3 separate regions of the Sus scrofa genome follow, and all the other regions are linked to region 3. The links are chromatin contacts, called in public Hi-C and HiChIP or PLAC-seq maps. All regions are on one chromosome and are shown on one strand. Each heading gives the region's core, a stretch centred on a gene start, on an enhancer-like site or on the middle of the called end of the contact. The rest is flanking DNA. Distances are from core to core; before and after follow the strand shown.

Region 1 (4,630 bases), core at 282-2,781, 210 kb after region 3:
AAAGCCACTCCAATCCAGAGGCTAACCCAAAATCATGGAATTAGTAATTTAGAAGGCAAAACCAAACTAGTCCTCCATTAATTCTGAGGGTGTGGTTTTGAGTGAAAGGCTTATGATTGGGTATTAGTCTCTTTTTCCTTCCTTCCTGTTCTCCTTCCTTCCTCCCTCCCTTCCTCCCTTCCTTCTCTTTCTGTTTACCCATGGCTCATGGAAGTTCCCTGGCTAGGGATTGAATCAGAGCTGCAGCTGCCAGCCTACACCATAGCCACAGCAACAACAAATCCGAAAAGCAATTATAACCTACACTGAAGCTTGTGGCAAAGCTGGATCCTTCGGTGAGCAAAGGCCAGGGATTGAACTTATATCCTCACAGAGACTACATTGAATTCTTAACCCCCTGAGCCACAATGGAACTCCAGGTGTCAGTGTTTCATCCTGCCTTATCTTGGAACTTTCTTTCTAATTTTTTGGATATGTATTGTAACTAATGGCAGGACAGGTCAGTACCCTGTGCAACATTCTCAGGGTCAGGTCCTTCCTCCATATCTCAGCTTTAGCTCCTCTCTGAAGTACCTAGACAATAGTATCTGAACCCCCAAACAATGGAAGATATTAACTACTTGAAGATTGCAAGCACAAAGTCCTCCTACAGCCTAAGGATTGATAAAGTTAACCCCTGCGACACCACCCTATTATCTCACCATCACCCAATCACAAGCTGATTGCTTAATCTGTGACTGCCTCCTCTCTCCCAACTTGGCTTTTAAAAAAGCTTCACAATTTTCTTGGGGAGTTAGGGCTTTTTTTGGGGGGCACGAACCCCCTTGCATGGTCCTGCAATAAACCTTCCTCTGCTCCAAACTCTGATGTTTCAGTTTGTTTGGCTTCACTGTCCACGGGACACTCAAACTTGAGCTAAGAAAATAATACAGGGTGGTGGTGGGTGGGTATGTTTACACCAGGGTGTGGAGAGAACAAAGGGACTTTGGGGAGCAGCCAAGTTAGTGCAATTTAGGAATTCTTGTCTGGTGCAGAGCCAGCTGGAATTGTTTTCCTTCCTTCAGGTATTTTAACAATTAATTGAAAAAACAAAAATAAATGAAAGGTGACTATTTTCCCTCTCTGGTCTATCTCAGATCTGGAAGCCCCTCTCTCCTCCTTTATTAAGAGTTCCCTTAGCACCAAACCGGATGTCCCCTGGGGAAGGACAAGTGTTCTGCTATGTCAGTTGGTTAAGTCTGGAAGAGAGGGTATGTTGTTGCCAGGGCCAGAGATACTAGACAATTTTCCAAAAATACTTCATGAGAATTTTCTAGGGATTGTTGTCCTTCTAGCATGCATTGTTGATGGGAGGCTAACTGTTTTTGAACGTCTATTCAGGCTCATCTAAAAGCGATCAAATATTGGAAGCTGGGACTGCTGTGACCCGGTCTTCCAGCTGTTGGTGCAATGCTTCCAGGCTGCAGGTGTTGCAGGCAGAACCCGTCTCAGCAAGATGTGGCTGTGAGGCGCTGGCCGCCCAGAAAAGAGCCGCGGAGGAGGAGAAGCGCCCTCTTGTGGCCGAAAGTAAGAGTGCCCTCAGAGAGAGGCGCGCCCAGGGCCCGCGGAGCAAAGGTTCTTCAAAAATCCTTCCCTGCAGATGTAAACAAAGCAAACACAGCCTTCAGTTCTCTGCTGCTCTATCACCTTGACTTCCTGTTTCTCGGAGGAGAGAATGATGGATGCGGGGAAAGGAAAAGAAAAGCTAAGGATTTTTCCTGTTTCAGCTTTTGCCCACTGCCCCCACTCCCCACTCCACCTCCTCCCAGCCCACTGGCTGACTCAGATCTTCTCCGGATACCTTCCTCCTGTTTGGCCTCGTTGTCTGTCTTATTTCATTTTGCCTGCCAGTGAAATAAGTGGTACATTTGTCTGCTTTCTCCAACCAACGGTATTTCCTAGAGGACACGGGTCACATCCTAGTGATGGCAGCATCCGGCAATGCATATTCCACACAGTATGTGCTAAAAATATGCTCATAGCACATAGAATAGCAGAATGGAATTTCTTGGTCATATGGGACGAGTCCTGTATAATTGTCTGAACGTAAGTTAGGATTGCCATGGTGAGCCAAGAGGAGCAGGCTACTTTTTACCGTTGGTTCTACCAACTCCCTTGATGGACTTAGATTTTAGACAACGTCCTAGCAAAGGTGGCTTCACTTGAAACATTCTCTTTATCTTTTAAACAGCTGAGAAATTAGATGGATAGATATGACCATCCTTTTCCTTCCTTCCTCCCTTCTTCCCTTCCTCTCTCTCTCTCTCTTCCTTCCTTCCTGCCTTCCTTTCTGACACACCTACAACACTCAGAAGTTCCCAGGCCAGGGAGTGAACCCAAGCTGTCATGTGACAACGCTGTAGCCTTAACTTGCTGTGCCATAAGAGAACTCTGTCTACTCTTATTTTTATTTTTTTTGTTCTTATTTTTAAAAAGGAAAAATCTTCAGAAAGTGCAAGTGACATGCCCAAGGTTGCCAGGACAGTGAATCACAGCTCAGATTTGCTCCTTTTGCAAGCTCTCTGTCCAGAGCTCTGACATTCTTCCAAGAGGTCACCTTTCAGGGCCCACATTATCTGGGCAAGTAAATGACCTCCACATTACCATCCAGCATCCTCAATGGATTAGGGTAGCTATCTTCCCCCAATCAGTTTTGGTCCCATCCCCAGGTGGCTGGTGACTCACGGAGCATGACATCGAGCAGGTCATTAACCTGTACCTACATCTCAGTTCTTTCATCCTGAAAATAAAGATGACAGTAGGTGCTGGCTGCCTCGAATGGTGTTGGGAAGATTAATGAGACGATGCAGGGAAGTGTCCTGGGCTCCTGGGATAAAAGGCTTAGCAGAGGCACAAAGTCTAATTATAATTTCTTAACAGTTTCAAAGGAGCCTCTGGGAAGGCTCGTTCATGCTGCTAAATTTGGAGACGATGCCTATGTGGGGAGGATGCTCTTCTCTCCACTGGCAGTCCCAGCACTTTTCTGCTTATGCTGGTCTCAGGGGCCCCATTCTGATCCAACATCTCTTGGTCTACCCTGGGATCTCATCCACAATGGAACTCAAAACCCTCCCAAAGCACTGCCCCCATCTTCCACGCAAGAAGGGGCAGGGGTAACCTATTTAGGGCACACATCAGATGGGCGTCTGGGAACCTTAGGGAATTTGGACCCAGTCTTTAGTCTAAGGGAAGGCATGTAGTACAGATCAATGAGAATATAAAAAGTCTACTGGGACCTTCCAGGAAAGGTTTGATGAGAGGAAGGTCCAGAAGAGGACCTGTCCTAGCCCTGTCTTCTGTTTCTGATTTTGCACAAGTGCAAGAACTGATCATCAGCGCAATGACTGCCATCTGGTAACCTGAGAACTGCACCCACATTGGCCCCAATGCCACCGAGTCTTATTCATGAGAAGAATAGATCTTTGTTTTGGTCACTGATAGTATTCCTCTCTATTACTTAGGGACAGGGTCTCCTGACACATGGCTGTGTCCACCAAGATATGGGCCAGTGCCCGGGGGCAGAATCGGATCTCTGACCTGAAATGTTACTGGAAAGGTTTTGAAACACTGGATTTTACACAGAAAATCTTTGGCTTTGCTCACTTTCCACCTGGCTTTGACTTCCTTCTGGCCATTCTCTCCCCTGGCTACTTATCAAATGCTCTATCCTGAATGTGGGAATAAAATAAGGGTAAGAGCCTGCTTCCAAATAGTGAGGAGGTGAGCTTTGTCTCTATTCTTCCCTCTTTTCTCACCCGGAGCCCCCCATGGCCCTGACTCTACCCTGTTGGCACCCCTGTCAGAGCCTCCTGAGCCAGACATCCCCTCTCTCCAGCAAACCCCTCTCTTTCGTGTCCTCCTTCAGAGCCATAATCGGGGGCGGCTTAATGTGTCACATTCACAGGTGGAATGGACATTTTCACATAGCAGGGACCATTCTAGGCCCAATTGTGAAGAGCCAGCTAGGTTTTCAACACCTTCCCGCTGCCCTTTCCTCTTCTCTTTTGTCCTCTGCTCATACAACTTTTCTTTTCTTTTTAAAAATTATTTATTTATTTATTTTATTAAAGTATAGTTGATTTACAATGTTTCTTCAATTTCTGTTGTATGGCAAAGTGACCCAGTCACACACAGTGCCCTGTGCTGTACAGTAGGGCCCCGCTACCCATCCATTCCAAATGTTACGGTTTGCATCCCAAAACCCCAAACAACTTTTCCTGCTGTTCATTGGGGCTCATAATTCTCAGGGAGGCAATTGTCTTATTTCTGAGACAGGGATAACCCTGTTTTGTCTGGTCAGAGATGGAAGAATCTATCCTCTATTCTCTTTAGATTCTCTTTGGCTCTATATTCTGGGTATAAATGACCCAGGCACCATCAGGGCCCTTTTTTCCCTGGCTCTGCAAAATACCATCACTGCTGTGCTCTGATCAGTGCTGTGATGGAAAAAAATGTCTTGATAAGGAGAATGTATCTCCCTTGGGTTATTTGTGTTTTCAGAAAGGACCTGTAGGGGAAATGCTGAGAAGTTAGAGACCCTTTCTGGAACCCAATATGGACAGACAGCTATTCTACCTATGTGACCAGGGCC
Region 2 (4,781 bases), core at 2,234-4,733, 160 kb before region 3:
CCAGGCCCTGGCAGAGAAGAAGGGGTTCCTGTGTGGGCCGGTCACCCTGCCTGGGAACATTTGTCTGCCTCTCAGTCTGGTGCCGAGGACCCCAGACCCTACCAAGCCATCAGTGCTGAGGGAGCCAGGCACCCAGGACCCAGCCTACCTTCAAGCCCCTCAGGCCACCGAAAAGGGAGCCGAGTCCCAAGGACTGTGACCCAGGGTGACTACCATCTTGGGGACCACCGCTCGACACTGACCCTTTGGCAGAGCGAGAGACCCTTAATGGCCACACGCCCACCCCGCCCCACCCCTCACTACATACTAGCAAAAGCCTGGCTGCCGGAGAGTACAGTTTAAGTGACCATATTGGAAAGCAATTCGTCCTGTTGGAAAAAAGGTACGTTTAAATAGAAGTAAGTATTTATCATCTTACTGTTTTGTTTTGTTTAAAGCTCACAAAAAATGTCTTAGACCACACTGATTTTGCACATTTCGCAATAGCTATGATTCCACGTTGGTCTGTGATGACAAAAGTGTCACCTCCTTTCTACTTTTCTGGCAACTTCTGATGTGTCTGTCACGTTCCCAAAGGAAATTCCTTGTGGAATGTCTTTTGACGGGAGTAGCAGTGACAGACCCAGAGCCGCAAAGGCTGCTGGGAGTCTCTGTATGAGCAAAGTCTACTGAGTACATTTTGAAGAGATAGCAGACATCAAAACTTTATATACCTGTGAAGCCAAGGCATTTTAAAGTAAATTATTCTCCACTTGAAAGGTCTGGCCTTTTAAGAGGGACCTGTAAGCTGCTATTTATCTTTGCTTTTGTGCTGGTATTGGTATAATTTGTCATTGGTTACCAATTGGGGCCACAGAGTCAGTGGTAAGCAGGCATATAATGAAAAATTTCACTTCCTTTTGGAATTCAAGGAGGGCTAAGATTGTTTAAATGTGTACCATTCTTGAGAATTAATAATCCTCAGCCTTGTTCAAATAAGCTGCTCAGACTTTTTGTTGTTTATTTTGTTTTTCTGCCTACTTTTATATTATCTATTGAAAAGGGGTATAATAGCATTAACCTTGTGCTGTGATTTATATTTCAATATTCACATAATTCCTTATTTCTAAGTTTTCTGTGTTACTCTTTTGTTTGTACCTTTCAGAAAGGTATACTGAATTCCTACAGTGCACTGCTCACATTCTAGTGAAAGACAGAGATATATAAAGAGACAATTGGGTTATCCTGATGTATGTGATATAATTTATGTGTGTCCCAAGCTCTATGGGAGTCCAGGAGCAAAATTGATAACAAGGTAGAGGGATTAGGGGAGATTTCACAGATGTAATATTTGAAGTAGGCCTTGTTGGGACAGTTATCTTTAACCTGGAGGGGTTTAAGATGCGTGGATAACAATAGCTGAGGTAAATGACTAACTGCACATGAACTCAGACAAGGACAGAGATAGGAAATACATCTGAAATGTTTTACAGACCTCAACTGCCTGTCCGTAGGGACTGTGGGATGGAGAAGTCACACATAGATAGTGGATATTTCTGCTTGGATATTGCTTGGATGTGGATACTTTGGCTTAGTTTTTTTTTGTTTTTTTTTTTTAAATGACCAAAAAAAAAAAAAAAAAAAAAGAGTTCTGTCATGGCTTAGTGGAAACAAAGCTGAGTAGCATCCATAAGGACGCAGGTTGGATCCCTGGCCTCACCCAGTGGGTTAAAGATCCGGCGTTGCCGTGAGCTGTGGTGTAGGTCGCAGGCGCAGCTCAGATCCCGTGTTGCTGTGGCTGTGGTGTAGGCCAGCGGCTGCAGCTCCAATTGGACCCACAGCCTGGGAACCTCCATATTCGGCGGGTGCAGCCCTAAAAAAAAAAGACAAACAAAAAAGAAAAGAAAGAAAGCAGCAGGAGGAGTGCATTCAAGGGCCAGATAACGAATTTTCTGCCAGACCAGCCCAGCGTGAGATGCCAAAATGCAGTCCTGGGGGAATGTCCATTGGAAATTGGTCTAATCAAGTCTCAGAGAAAGTCCTAGGCCAAATAGGTACTTGTGGGAGTTTCTGCACCTAATACCCTTGTGAACTGGTCCCCAACCATCATGTTTATAGTTTTATCTCTTGTTACGTATCTCTCATTATGCTTTTCCAGGCCAATTCAACCACATGCAGTTGTCACCTGTCTTACTCTGGTTTTTAGATATACCCTTCATTGTGCCTGGAAAACTTTTTTCATGGAAATTTTTTATTTAAAAAAAGCAAAACAAACAAAAAAGGAAACAAAGTAACTGTCTCTCAGTAGGGAAATAATAAATATACTGGCTTACTCATATAGGGGAATTCAATTCAATAGTTAAAACATATGAATTAGATCTACATTTATTAACATGAATAGATCACAAAAACCTAGTATTGGGAGTTTCTGTTGTGGTGCAGTGGAAATAAATCCGACTGGTATCCATGAGGATGCGTGTTCCATCCCTGGCCTCGCTCAGTGGGTTAAGGATCTTGTGTTGCCATGAGCTGTGATGTAGGTTGCAGATGCAGTTCGGATCTGGGTTGCTGTGGCTGTGGCGTAGGCTGGCGGCTATAGCTCTGATTCGATTCCTAGCCCGGGAATGTCCATATGCTGCAGGTGGCCCTAAAAAGCAAAAAAAAAAACAAAAAACAAAAAAAAAACCAAACTAAATCGACAGAAAATAACCAAGTTAAACTAAATAGGTACAGGGTGATGCCATTTTATGTCTCATATACCATACATATGTAATAAATACATATGTAAGTAAAAGAACTCACAACTTTATAATGTTGAACCTTCTTGTCCATGGACATGATTATTACTCCATTTATTTATCATTCGCCAGTTTTATGCCCTTTAATAGAGAGACAATATTTTTGCATAGAAATCTTGGACAATTTTATTGGCATCAATTCTCGGTCTTTTATCTACTCATCCATCTTAGACTCTGGGAAGACTTCTCCGACTTGTACCCACAAGAATGGTGAGGTTTCCTATATCATCTTTAAGAATAGGGACTGTGTCTTATTCATTGTGACATTTCCAATGCTTAGCACATAGTCAGGTCCTAGGCTACATCAGATAATAAGCTTAAGAATGATAGTTGAAGCAGGGGATGCATGTGAAGGCCATTACAAAGATAATATAATAAGCAATGTTTTCAACCCAGGGCCTGGCACCGGAACTAAGTCTGTGATAAGACTCACAAAAAAATGAAACTCCAAGGGTGATGGATGGAAAGCAAGCAGTATATGTTTAGTATCAGGTGTGGTGGTTCTATAGGTTCGGGCTGACAGCCATGTGTAGCCCTAGTGAATGTAAATCTTATATGGGAAAAATAATTCCAAGCACTTAAAAGGTGAAGGAAGCAGTGATTTCTGCACATGCATGGATCAAATGGAACTGTTACACTGTAAGTGCACAAGTGATCCCCTTGGGCGGCAAATGCGGTCAACAGCTGTTTCTATTTCAGTCTTCAACTTGACCTCTCCCACTCCCAGCCTCCCAGCAATACCAGACCAGCTGGATAATCTCCCGGTATCGTTATTAAGAGTCCTTTCCCAGGGGAAGCAGCAGTCCAGCTCTGCTTTGTCTGTTTGTTCTCAGTGGTTCCTCTGTTCTTGACTTCATCCCCTAAGCCCATTACTTCCCAGAGGGGTCAGATTTGGTCCCTTGAGCTTTGAGCTGTTCCCAGAGCTTCTGATTTCTCTTCTCTCAAGATGGGAAAGAATAAAAGGGGGAAATAGACTAAACTCTTGTGGTAGACACTGCTGTTTACTGACCCAACATCAACTATCTTAGTTTTTTTTTTCAGGGTGGCCCCATAGAGCTTTGACATCAACCTTTGCAATTAGATGTGGCCAAGTGAAGCAGTCTGGCCAATGAGATGTAAGAGCATATTGCTTTGTGAGGCTTTGGGGGGTATTTTTTATAAAGGGGCTGACTCCATAGGTCATGTTTTTCTGCTTTCCTTTCACCCTTCTTGGGATGAAGAAGCACTGCCTGGAGGTATAGGAGACTTCTTACCAAAACTGGGCTGCAGAACAGGCACAGTCTAAGAACGAAGGAGCGGACAGCTGGAAATAAGGTGGACTCATTATTGTGAGAGGAATAAAACTCCTGCTTTATTTAAGTCACTGCTTAGTTGGTTTTCCTATTATTTCCAATACAGTGCAAACCTAAGTGATCCTACTTTAAGTGTGAAATTGAGATAATTATTTGTTTCTGTCCATTGGAGAAGTGGCCGAGTCTCCAGCATAACAGGTAGTATTTAAGCAAAGGCCAGAAGGTCAGTACACCGAATGTCTAAGGGCATTCCTGCAGGAGGTGAGGAATTGAATTTGGCAGAAAACAGAATGTTAATTTATAAAGAAAATCATTTGAGATATGGTTTCTGGCATCTCACAGTATAATTCTAATTACTGCAAAACAAAATTTCTTTATTGTTTTGGCACTTAAGGAAGCTACAATTCTATGTGTATGACATTCATACATATGGAGTAATACAAGGATGGTGGCACTAATAATGATAACTGACCTTTATTTAATACTTAGTGCATGCAGGCACTGGGTCTAAGCATTTTCTCCTTTCATTATCACATCAGTCAGCTCTTTAGATACTATTAATTATCCCATTTTAAATGCGAGGAAACTGAGGCACAGAAGATTGAGCAAGCTTGCTCAGGTCATGGAGCTGTTAAGTGATACAAAGTAGGTCTGTATTTAACACTGTTCACCTCAAAATCTGCACCATAACCTTTCTGTAGGAGTAGTCAGA
Region 3 (4,773 bases), core at 1,075-3,574:
CCAACTTCCCTGCTTATTCAGATTCAAAATACTTTAGAATGACTTTATACCAACCAAAAAAAAAAAATTAAAAAGATATTACAAAAGGCATTGGTAGAAATTATTCTTAAAAGGTCATTACTGATTAGTTCAGACGTTAAGTGACTATCAATTGTTGAAAACTATGACGTAAATATTCTGCTTCCCCCCAAACTGAATGTATTTGATGTGATGGAGAAAAATTGCAATAATTCCATAACAAAACCAGTTTAGGACTTAAGAATTGTCTGTCTCTATTAGTTTCAAAAAAATGAATTGGATCTTATGTGGCCTATATATAAAAAATATACTAATAGATCATGACACGTATATATCCCCACACATACATGTTATATTTAGAATATGTATTTATATCCTAAAAAGGTTACATAATTGAAAAAAAAAACTATTTTGAAAGTAAGTTGTTTCTTATCTGATGACCAGACCTTTAAGCTTTAATATTTAACAAGAAAGTTTTTTTTTTAAATAGAAGTCATTTACATGTAAAATTTTTAAATAAAATGAATCATTGCTTTTTATCTGCCCCAGAAATTGTATTTTTACAGGGTTTTTAGCTCGGAGGGTGCTTGGGGAGAGTGGAGAGTGAGCGTTATGTCCTAAACTCTTCATTTTTTTCCCCTTGCAGCCAGCTTAAATGCTTTGTGCACGGTCTTGGATGTAAAGATTTGGACAGCCTCACATTTCAATTTGGGACTCCTTGGAAAGTCTATTTTAATTACTCTTTTAATTGGATAAAAAGAGAGTTAGGGAGAGTAATGTGTGCATTTTAATGCAGGTTTCATGTAGTAAAGGAGGGCCCACCGTATACCCTCTACTGTGTTCAGCACGCTTCATGAGTCTGTAACCATGTGTCTGTTTACAGAGGAGGAAGGAGCTCCAATGAATAGGTAACAAAGGGAGAGTTGGTGAATCTGCCTTGATGCTCTCATCACAGCTTGGTGTTGAGTGAGGAAGGAATTTACAAGGCAAGAAATGGCTGTGGGCCTAGAGAAAGCCCTTATTTGACAATGTGATGACCTAATAATCAGCTCTAGCCTGGCCCCACATAACCCTTTACAAGTATTTTACTGTAGCTTTTCAGAGGTGAGAAGAATGAGAACACTGTTCAGGTTTAATCTCTATAAACTTAAAAGTTTGTGATTCATCGTCTTTTTCCCCCAACCTCCATTTGTCTAGAGGGCCTATTAATGACAATACCTATTTCTTTGTGGTCTAATAATGGACTTGGTGAGATAGAACTTCATGTAAATAAAAGTATATTTCCCAATAGTTGTCTAAGTTTCGTGTGGAAGTTAAGACTTCAGTAGTTAGAAAATTTCAAGATGTAGAACATATTGGCCTCCTCTGTAACCTCCAGACCACTGGCTGCATTTCATTGGAGCAGCATTCCTCAAAAACGTAACCTCCACACAGAAACGGGGGAATCTTTCTCCAATTCCTCCCTTGCTCTCTTCTTCCATCCAATCTCCACGTCCACTTTGTTTGCTCTTCCCTTTTACTCCACCCCCACGGCCTTCATTCCAGCCTTGCCCTCCCTTCCCTTGCCAATTCATTCCCTCTGCTCCAGGGGAGCTTTTAAAAGTAATGCACAATGGAATATTACTCAGCCATAAAAAGGATACATTCTGATACATGCTTTACCATGAACTGACATTGAAAACACCTGTAGTGAAACAGGCCAGACTCCAAAGGGCAAGTGCAGTATGATTCTACTTCCACAAGGTACCTAGAATAGGTAGTTCATTGAGACAAAGCACAGAATAGAGGCTACCAGGGGCTGGGGGGACGGAAGTGTGGGGAGTTCCTGCCTAATGGCTACCGAGTTTCTGTCTGGGATGCTGAAAAAGTTTTGGAAATAGATAGCGATGAGGTTTACACAACATTATGAATGTACTTAATTCCACCGAATTATACACTTTAAAATGGTTAAATATAATGGTGATACTGCAGTTATGATTGGGATGCCTCTCTTCGAAGTTTTCACAAGCCCTGTCACCTAGTGGGTGGAATCCAGGCTCCGAGTAATAGGAAGGGAGGGGCAACTGTTCTGTTCCTTGGAATCTCACGTCTTCCATGGGGCCCTCGGCCTTTCTCAGTGCTGTGGATTGGATGGAGGAGGGACAGGCCCTGCTTTGGCTTGTGTGTCCATCCCCCCCCGCCCTCCCCCCTCCTTGGGGGCCTGTGTTATGCCCTGTTCCTGCTGCCACCTAGTGACCTGGCCTTTCCCAGCCTGTGGGGACAGCTGCTCTGATCATTAGGACCAGAAGGGGAAGGAGGAGGCAGTGCCGTTTGGCTTTGGGGCCCAGATGTTTCCTCTGGTCTCACTTTAGAACAGTGTGGCCAAGGTCATGTTTTAACCCCCACTTGTTTCGTCATCTGCTTCTCTGTAGAGCTCAGAGCGTGAAGGGAGGGACTATGCCTAGCTGGTTGGTTAGTTAATACTGCTTCAATCCCACTGGCCTGTGTGGCGGCCTGAACTTCTCTTTCTTGCCTCGTGGGCTATGGATTGTACCTGGAAGAGCCAGCCGAGTGGCAGGCACCATTCTGAGTGCTTTAGGTGTGCACACATATTTCAGTCTGAACAACCTGTGAGGTAGGTGCGGTTATGGTCACCTTTTACAGAGACATTGGATCACTTGCTGGAGGCTCCAGGTCCCTATCCCTATTTCTGCTACATCAAAAATTCTGTGTTTTCGCATGTGCTGTGTCCTCATCCATAAGTTAAAATGCCGGCTTTTCCTGAAAAATCTTTCCTGGCTTTTTTTTCCATTCCTATCCGACACCCCCCCCCCACCCCCGCCCCCTGCATTGGGACCTTATGGGCGTGGTTGTCTTTGCAGAGATGGGCCTCATCTTTTTCTCTTTCGATCTCCCTGACTTAGAACAGTGCCTCATACTCAATACGTATTTCAATGAATGCATTTGTGGTAGGTATTTGTTACTCTAGGCTTTTCTCTGTGAATCGAATAAACACCTTATTTCCAAAAATCATGGTCCTGGGGCTTCTGAAAGTGCCCTCAGAACATTGCTACTTTCCCCTAAATCAAAACCCATAGGTAGGATTTTAAATGCAAAAACAAATTCAAATTGAAAGCAGAGCAGTGGCTGCAGGGGAGTGGGGTGGAGGAAGGAAGGATGGGTTGGATGAGGCACAGGGACATTTGAGTGGTGGAAAAAGCTTGATTGGCACAGTGGTTACACAGCCACATACATCTGTCAAAACTCATTGAACTGTACACTTAAAAGATGTGCATTTTATTATTGATACATTTTACCTCAAAGTTGACTTCACAATAAATATAAGAATGCAAAAAGAAAAATCTTTTGGATTTATTGTTTGGTTAGGAAAGCTGCATTAATGATTGATGGCTTTGGTTGCAGCACTGTTCAATATCTAGTTTGGGGGGTTTATACTTTTTTTCTTTTCTGCTCACCTTGCCTAAATGGAAAATCAACCCTCATTGAGTTACTGCCGCTGGAAGTAAGAAAAAGCAGAAGTGATGAGCAGACTGACAGTTGACTCCCCATGGCGCTTAATTTTAGTACCGATGCCTTTAGGAATTCTTTGCAACTTCAGTTTGAGGCTTAACTCGTGTGATGAATCATCGATATTAAGGGTAGGTAGGGAGATGGAAGCAAAAAACACTTTCTGCTCAGAGAAAATAAGCTCATTGATGGCTTTTGAATAAACTTATTTAAAGAGAGCTCCATAGAACTCACCAGGGTTTTAACGTGCTGTTCTCTTTTCAGCTCTTTAATATAGAATGTTCTCCAGGTAACTTGAGGAACTCTTAAGGAATATATAAATTTTTTTAGTGTGTGAAAACAGGCGAGTCTTAACAATTGGGTTTTTTGTTTTTGTTGTTGCTTGTTTGTTTTTAATTTGAGTCAAGGCTTTCCTATCCTGTATTTCCTTCCAGCCTTAAAGTGTTCAAAGTAATGGAGCTCTCATCGTAAATCATACTATTCTGTGGCACTTTGAAGGAATGCTCTCTGTGTTTGGGAAATGTACCCAATGTCCCTTCTTGGTAAAGGTGAACCATCAGAAGATGCTTCTATATAGGGCTGAGATCAATCTGGCCAAATTGAAATTTGTTGAGCTGCTGCATGACTATGAAGATGAACACAAGAATTGTATCCAAAGTTCAGATTGCCAGGAGGCATTATCACAGTGTCTTTGTCAGTTCCATCAGGTTCCTTTCATTTGGAGCTGTCTTAATGAATGCTAGAATCATTGCTTCTTTTGTTGAAGTGGTGAATCCTTTAAGTGTGAAGAAAAAGTTTGGAACACTGCTTTTATGTTCTCTCTAATGGTCTTAGTACTTGGTGGTGGGACAGGCAAATGTTGGCCATTGTTAGTGTCCTTTGCTCACCTCTTTCCTCCCAGTGTTTGATCCAGGCCCAGGAACTTCTGCATGCCATGGGTGTGGCCAAAAAAAAAAAAAAAAAAAAAAAAAGATAACTCGTTTAGAGCAATAAGCTAATCTGAGGATAGTTGTCTCTGGAGTAATATAGCAAATTTAGGGGATCAAGGGCAGAGCTGGTGAGAAATGAAGGAGATCTGAGGGCAGTAAGTGATGTCCTATTGGCCAGATCCCAACTGTGGCCTGTTTCTGTAAAGGCAGTTTTATTGGAACACAGCCGCTGCTGCTCTTTGACGTATAGTCTGACTGCTTTCACACTTTGGTGGCAGAGTTGAGTATTTGCGAAAGAGCCTGCATGACCTGAAAAGCT

Evidence for each region. Hi-C and Micro-C count contacts between places; a contact is called where the count stands out from the background. HiChIP or PLAC-seq counts read pairs in DNA pulled down with a chosen protein or histone mark.
Region 1: a contact with region 3 is called in an H3K27ac HiChIP or PLAC-seq map of skeletal muscle. The contact joins two enhancer-like sites. A contact is called at or near these places in 3 of 47 Hi-C or Micro-C datasets (heart right ventricle, psoas muscle and skeletal muscle) and 1 of 2 datasets of contacts at active chromatin or transcription factors (skeletal muscle).
Region 2: a Hi-C map of skeletal muscle shows a contact between it and region 3, with 7 times the contacts expected there. The contact joins two enhancer-like sites. A contact is called at or near these places in 4 of 47 Hi-C or Micro-C datasets (embryonic fibroblasts, epiblast stem cells, skeletal muscle and 1 more) and 1 of 2 datasets of contacts at active chromatin or transcription factors (skeletal muscle).

Annotation. Positions count from the first base shown.
Region 1 is chr1:159,800,485-159,805,114 of Sscrofa11.1, forward strand. No RefSeq gene overlaps it. Among named protein-coding and RNA genes, the nearest start is that of CDH20, 220 kb to the right of the region's middle. Within about 2 kb of position 1,532, at least 16 of the 83 cell types and tissues checked have an H3K27ac peak or open chromatin away from gene starts, as enhancers often do. A contact at or near this core is called in skeletal muscle, where this site is marked.
Region 2 is chr1:159,421,703-159,426,483 of Sscrofa11.1, forward strand. No RefSeq gene overlaps it. Among named protein-coding and RNA genes, the nearest start is that of PIGN, 110 kb to the left of the region's middle. Within about 2 kb of position 3,484, at least 3 of the 83 cell types and tissues checked have an H3K27ac peak or open chromatin away from gene starts, as enhancers often do. A contact at or near this core is called in skeletal muscle, where this site is marked.
Region 3 is chr1:159,586,572-159,591,344 of Sscrofa11.1, forward strand. The region is part of intron 1 of RNF152 (ring finger protein 152); the gene reads left to right. Among named protein-coding and RNA genes, the nearest start is that of RNF152, 58 kb to the left of the region's middle. Within about 2 kb of position 2,325, at least 5 of the 83 cell types and tissues checked have an H3K27ac peak or open chromatin away from gene starts, as enhancers often do. A contact at or near this core is called in skeletal muscle, where this site is marked.